Regions from separate parts of the Sus scrofa genome. Here region 1 is linked to region 2. The links are chromatin contacts, called in public targeted proximity ligation maps. All regions are on one chromosome and are shown on one strand. The core of a region is the stretch at or near the end of the contact, and the rest is flanking DNA. Distances in the headings are between cores, read along the strand shown. Region 1 overlaps DPH5 (diphthamide biosynthesis 5). Region 2 overlaps LOC106508363 (a long non-coding RNA gene).

Region 1 (3,305 bases), core at 328-2,827, 160 kb before region 2:
ACTCTGGATCCTTAACCTGTGAGGCCAGGGACTGAACCTACATCCTCATGGATACTAGTCGGGTTCGTTAACCGCTGAGCCACAAAGGGAACTCTACTTTTTTTATCTTTTTTCATTCTGCATGTGTTTTTTTTTTTTTTTTAAATAGTGGTTGACAAGGTATTAAAGTACACATCCTTAATTTATCAGTCTACTTATTGTTAGTATTCTCCTACTTCAAATGACATAAGAATCCTGAAACTGTTTAATTCCCTTGAATCCAACTTGTTATTGTTGGCATATATTTTAGTTAAATACATGTCACAACACCATATTAAATTTTCAGACGTCTTTTAAACACATGAAGCCAAGGAAACCCGAGAGTCATTTATACTTGCATCTCTCTCATTTCCTTCCTTCTCCCTGATGGCATTTACTTCAGCCCTTCCTCACCTTTCCTTGCAGTGAGTGCACGTCTGTTAGCAGCAAACTGTCTTGTTATGGAGATTATTTTGTCCTCATTTTCAAAGGATATCTTTACTGGATATGCAACACTGGATTGATGGTTTTGTTTTGCTTTTGAATTCCTGTAAAGATTTTTGTCTTTCTACTGCCTCATGACCCCCACTGTTTCTGATGAGAAAGAGTCCATTTGTACTGCTGCCCTGTATGTTGTGGGTTCCCCAATACCCCTCATGGTGGCTTTTAAGATTTTCTCCAACCTTTGGTTTTCATCAGTTTTAACTATGACATATATACATATATATACATATATATATGTCAGGTGTGGTTTTCTCTGTAATTATTCTGTGTGGAGTTCACTGAACATATTGAATCTGTACATTCAAAGTATCACTAAACTTGGGAATATTTTGGCCTTTACTTACTCTTATTTTTTCTGCCCTACGTTCTTCTGTTCTTCTGAAGATACAATTATATATACGTTGAACTGCTTGATATTGCCCCACATGGCATTGAATTTCTGTGCTTTTTTTTCTTCCCTTCAATCTTTTTTTCTCTATTCCTCAGACAGGATAATTTCTATTCATTTGTCATCCATATTCTGTTGTTAAGTCTGACTGTTTGGGTTTTTGTTTGTTCCCAATCCTCTGTTGAGAGACCCATTTATATCAGTTCATTACAACCACTTCTCCTTTTTACCCTCAAACACAGTTTGTCTGCTAATTCCAGTATTTGGATTATGTCAGCATCTCTTTTCACTGTGTGCTTTTCTCCTTTTGACTGTTAAGTCATATTTTCCTACTTCACTGCATATCTCATAATATTTTATAATATTCTAGGCATTGTTGAGATTTGCTTCATTTTGTTATCACGCACTTGAAGAGATAAGCTTTGTCCTAGCAGGCAGGTAAATCATTGGACAGTCACTTTGATTTTATGGAGGCTTGATTTTACATTATGTTAAAGATCTGGTCTTTAGTTTTAGCACAAATCCTTGGTCCTGGGCATAGCCTTTACTGCTAATACACAACCACTCTAGGGATTTGATGGAAAGCCTAAGGCACTTATCAAGCCTTCTAACTTGTGATTCAAACTCTGTTTTCTCTTGCAACAGAGAGCCACAATCTCTGCCCAGCCTTTTCAGCCTTCGAGCTCTGGCTTCCTGCCAGGTTCACTGGAGTCTTCCCTGCACACGCACAATGCAGGAGTCAGGCAGAGTTACGAGTAAATTATACACAGATTGAAAGGCTCCTCCCTCAGTGCTACCTTCACGTCTAGGGTTTCCTCCTTCAATTTATAGCTCCTCTAGCAGCCAATTCCTCCAGCACCTCAAGTCATCAGGACTGCAACTTTCTCTTGAGTTCTAGCCACCGTCTCACCAGACAGACTGATGAACGCCCTGGGGAAAGAGTCATGTTAAGCACAGTTCTCAGGCTGCCGATGGTCATTCTGCCAATGCCTTCAGACAGTTCTTTATTATATTTTTCCAGAGTTTATAATTGGGAGGGCTTATACATTACAAGCTATTTCACCACTACCAAAACTAAAAGGCTTTCATTTCATAATTCTTCAATGTTTGCCTCTGTCCCTGCGTTCAACAGATTGAAAGGAGAATATTTCACATATATTAAAAATCTCTTTTATCTCAGATGAAATGAAATAACTCAAAATAATCTTAAGTGATGCTCCCAGAGAGCAGATGAATATTTGCTCAACCTGCAACAAATTTACAGAACAAAAAGGTCAGATAAGTTGATTGGACCACGGAAGCACAGTTGATGGACTTTTAACACCATGGGGGGGTCAGGGGGACTGACCCTCCATGCAGTTGAAAACATCTGCAGTTCTGCATCCATGGATTCCACCAACCACAGGCTGTGGAGTACTGGAGTATATACTTCGTGAAAAAAAAAAATCTATACATAAGTGGACCTGCACAGTTCAAATGTGTTTTCAAGGGTTGATTTTACTCAGAGTTAGACCAATTAAACTAACATGTAGCAAAGCTATTTCTTACACAAACTGATAAAAAGTACAAAACTTTAAACTGTCATGAAATATAAGAAATGGAGTGTGATTTACAACTAGAAAGAGGAATGTGGCTACTGGCACACACACAGAGGCATGTTAACTGTTAAGTGCTATGACAAAATCTAACTAATCCATTGTTGTCTTCAAACTTAAGTTTTATTTTGTAGTCAGCAACTTTTCCATCTGTCAGCTTGGATGAGAAAGATGCTAATTAAAACCAAAGAGCAACTGTACATGCTGGCTGAACATTTACAAACCTCCGAAATACAGCAGAACATGAGGCACATAATTAGGATGTCAGTTTAACAAGACAAGCTAATTCAAAAGGATGTCATTTTGTAGTATGTACTCAGCTGAGCTTTAAGTAAGCAGGACTGCTGGGTGTGGGCTTATTCCTCCTACCTCTCTTTATATGCAATAACACCAAACGCTGTCAAGAAAACTTACCTTGTAGTCAAGGCATCTGTCTTTTTAAGAAAGTTCCACCTCATATAAACTGGTTTCATAAACAAAAACTGCTTCTAAATGATTCTGTCTAGGATGTCTATCTCCAAGTTTTCCAACTTGGTCTGCTCCTTGAAACACTGCCAAAATAACAGCAACAGCTGGTGATATCATAGGGAAAAAACTCATTGCCACAGGAAACCAAGCACTGTTGAGTCAACATTTTTCTTCTTGGTCAGTTGTTTTATACTTATTAGGTAAACCAAAAGACCTGTTTGAGTTGTTGTACAAATATGTGTATACGCATATATGACTGAAATTAACATCTAACTGTGGAAAATGTCTAGTTCAGAGTGCATCGGTGCTTTGGGATTCTGAGCTATCTTCTG
Region 2 (3,026 bases), core at 201-2,700:
CGCCTACCGTCCATCACTGAGTAGCAGAGGATTAGAGATGAGAGATGTCATTGGAAATGACTGGCCTAAATATTCTCACAAGTGGTTTTGATGCCAGAATGTATTGAGGATACCAGTTTGGCATCAGAGAAGATGGGTGCCTGAACCACCAAGTTTAGGAGGGGCCCATTACTGGGTGGCTCTGTCTCATGGGGTTCAAGGGAGTGATAAGGCCCATAGATAGGCTCAGGATTTCCAGTGGTTGCGGAGTTTGGTGAGGATCAGGAAGGAGCTCATGTCACCTGGATTAATTGTTTAGAGCAGGAACAGGAGGTTGAGCAATAGAAGCAGGGGCCAGTCTTGGTTAGCAATTCAGGAGGAATTGCTCATTCATTCTTTTTCTGTATTGCAGTTTTGCCTGGCAAACAATTTTTTTTTTTTTTTTAAGGGCCACACCTGTGTCATATGGAAGTTCCCAGGCTAAGGGTTGAATTGGAGCTACAGCTGCCTGCCTATGCCACACCACAGCAATGCCAGATCGGAGCCACGTCTACGACCTATACCACAGCTCATGGCACCAACAGATCCTTAATCCACTGAACAGGGCCAGGGTTGGAACCCGCATCCTCATGGATACTAGTCAGGTTCGTAACCTGCTGAGGCACAACGGGAACTCGCACACAGTTTTTTTAAGCCAGGTTATGCAGACACGAGCCTAACTGCTATCTGTGTAAATGTACACATTAAACAAAACAAAAGAACTCTTCGCTGGTCAAGAAACATCAAAGATGAAGTCTAGATGGGCTTCTTGAATCTTCTTCTCTAGGGCCACCACGCCCCAGACAGTCTGCCTTTCTTGTCGTCACTGAGATCTCTGCCATTTGAGTCGAACTCATCCCAGGTTTCAAGGGCCAGGGCATTTCTTAGTATGCATTGAACCCATGCCAAACTATTGTTTCACACTATTATTGTCTAAGAGACAACGTGTACTAGAAATGTGAAACAGGAAATGTCCATCTGACCTTATTACCGGAGAAGAAATTTTCCAGAGTCCATATGCTGATGTAATTATTTTCATATTTTTCAAAAAAGTGTTTAGTGGTCAGGTCTTTGGAACAGTTAATTGTCATTGCTGTCATGGGCACAGCATAAAGTTTATTATCTCTTGTAGAGGAATAAAGCGCTACAACTGCTGTAATATAGCTTTGTATTATTTTTTATTTTAAATTAGGTTTTAAGGAGTTCTTTTTATGTGCTCAGTTTGTGCATGTGTATGTGAAACATATATATTTGAATGTCTTAATTTCTGTTTCCTTTGGTGGGGGGATCCTTAATTTATTTGACACAGACATTTTTTCTCCATCTTCAAAGCCTATGACGTATGCCCCGTTCCTCTGTTCCAGTACTGTGCTTTGTACAATTTCCTGTAAACAGCAGTAGGCAACTTCTACATAGGCTGGCTGGTCGGTTCACTGCTCTTGCAGTACTTATCTCAGCATAGCTAATCTCTTTTTTTTAATTTTGGTCCCAGTCTCATCAGCACCAACCCAGTGCTTTGAAATGAATTGAAATGCTGTACTCTTTGAAGAGATGAGGATTAAGGCTTAAACTGGGTCTAGGGATGAGGTGAGGAGGAAAGAGCCCTCATAAATCTGGTACTTTTTTCTCTTGAGAGGTGAAATGCAATGACCCATACTCTATAAAGAGAGGAAACAGTAATTACAAGCTTTTCCTTTGCCATGTACACTGTCTTTGATTTAGAGCAGAGCAGAAGCCAACCAGCTATTTAGTCCTCTAGCATATTTAAGTGGGAGATTTGATTTTATATATATGACACCAGAAAATAGAAATCTTCATTCAGTTATGACTGTCTTTTCTTCTCTTTCATTTATTATAAGTAGTTCCATCTTTTTGTTTTACTTCAGTTTGTGTTCCTGATCTTTTTTCGTCCTAATATGCTAATGCGCTGCCAAATCATCCTATTTTTCAGTTCTATAGACAACTTTCCAGAATCCCAGAAATTCTTTTTTTCCAGCTAAAATGCTACCGCCACTAGCATTATTCCTAATGTCAATTTGAACTTCCTTACTCTAGCACACTCTGTGCAGGGTGAATCCTTGAATGGAGCTGCAGAGAATGAAAGATGGGTGTTCAGCCGAGCTCTGCCTATGTCTTTCCATGACCAAAAACGATTAGGTGAAAGGGGAAAAATTCAGTCAGCTATTGTTTTGTCTGTCTGGTCCCAAACAACTTATGTGACTATTTGGGGAAATTTTCTTAAGTTGAATTCAGTGTGTATTTTATGTACATTGGTAGTTGAGTTTTTATCATGTAGCTATATAGTATATGTTTTCTGTGAGAAGCAATTGCATTTTTTTTTTTTAAAGAGCCATTTCAGAAAGAAATGAGGTCAATGGCGTCTTGTTTTAGGGAGGGGGTAGCAAGGACGTCGGAGTGAGAGGAAGTCCTATATGTCAAAGGGCTCTGTGCACATTTTCCTGAAATGCCTCAGCTCAGTGTAAATGTAATCTGTTATTTTAACTCATTACAAGAGCTGTGTTTTGCCCTTTCTCACATTAAATTTGTAAAAATTCACAATTAATTCACATGAATATTATGAAATCAATAACATATATATGGTGAATCTTTCTATTTCAAGGATCCCTCCTAACAGGTCGCATTTCATCCTTTCTCAAGACCTCAAAAGTTGGATTATTGTTGGAGTTCCCATCGTGGCACAGCGAAAACGAATCTGACTAGGAACCATGAGGTTGCAGGTTCGATCCCTGTCCTTGCTCAGTGGTTAAGGATCTGGCGTTGCTGTGGCTGTGGCATAGGCCAGCAGCTACAGCTCCGATTCAATCCCTAGCCTGGGAACCTCCATATGCGCAGGTGTGGCCCTAAAAAAGTTGGATTATTGTTAAAAAAGTAAAGACATTTTGGAAGACTGCTGACCATTAGCCAGAGGGAAGGTCCCGAACCATCCAAATGTTCTCTAGCTGGCAAAGAAGTATGAAAAAAATTCTGGCCAGACCTGAACATGCTGG

Evidence for each region.
Region 1: a contact with region 2 is called in a targeted proximity ligation map of skeletal muscle. A contact is called at or near these places in 1 of 47 Hi-C or Micro-C datasets (skeletal muscle) and 1 of 2 datasets of targeted methods (skeletal muscle).

Annotation. Positions count from the first base shown.
Region 1 is chr4:117,303,028-117,306,332 of Sscrofa11.1, reverse strand. It overlaps DPH5 (diphthamide biosynthesis 5), which reads right to left. Exons shown (of 8, transcript NM_001243679.1): 8 at 2,610-3,305. The coding sequence ends at 3,265. Among named protein-coding and RNA genes, the nearest start is that of DPH5, 36 kb to the right of the region's middle.
Region 2 is chr4:117,138,910-117,141,935 of Sscrofa11.1, reverse strand. All of the region lies in intron 4 of LOC106508363 (a long non-coding RNA gene), which reads left to right. Among named protein-coding and RNA genes, the nearest start is that of S1PR1, 71 kb to the right of the region's middle.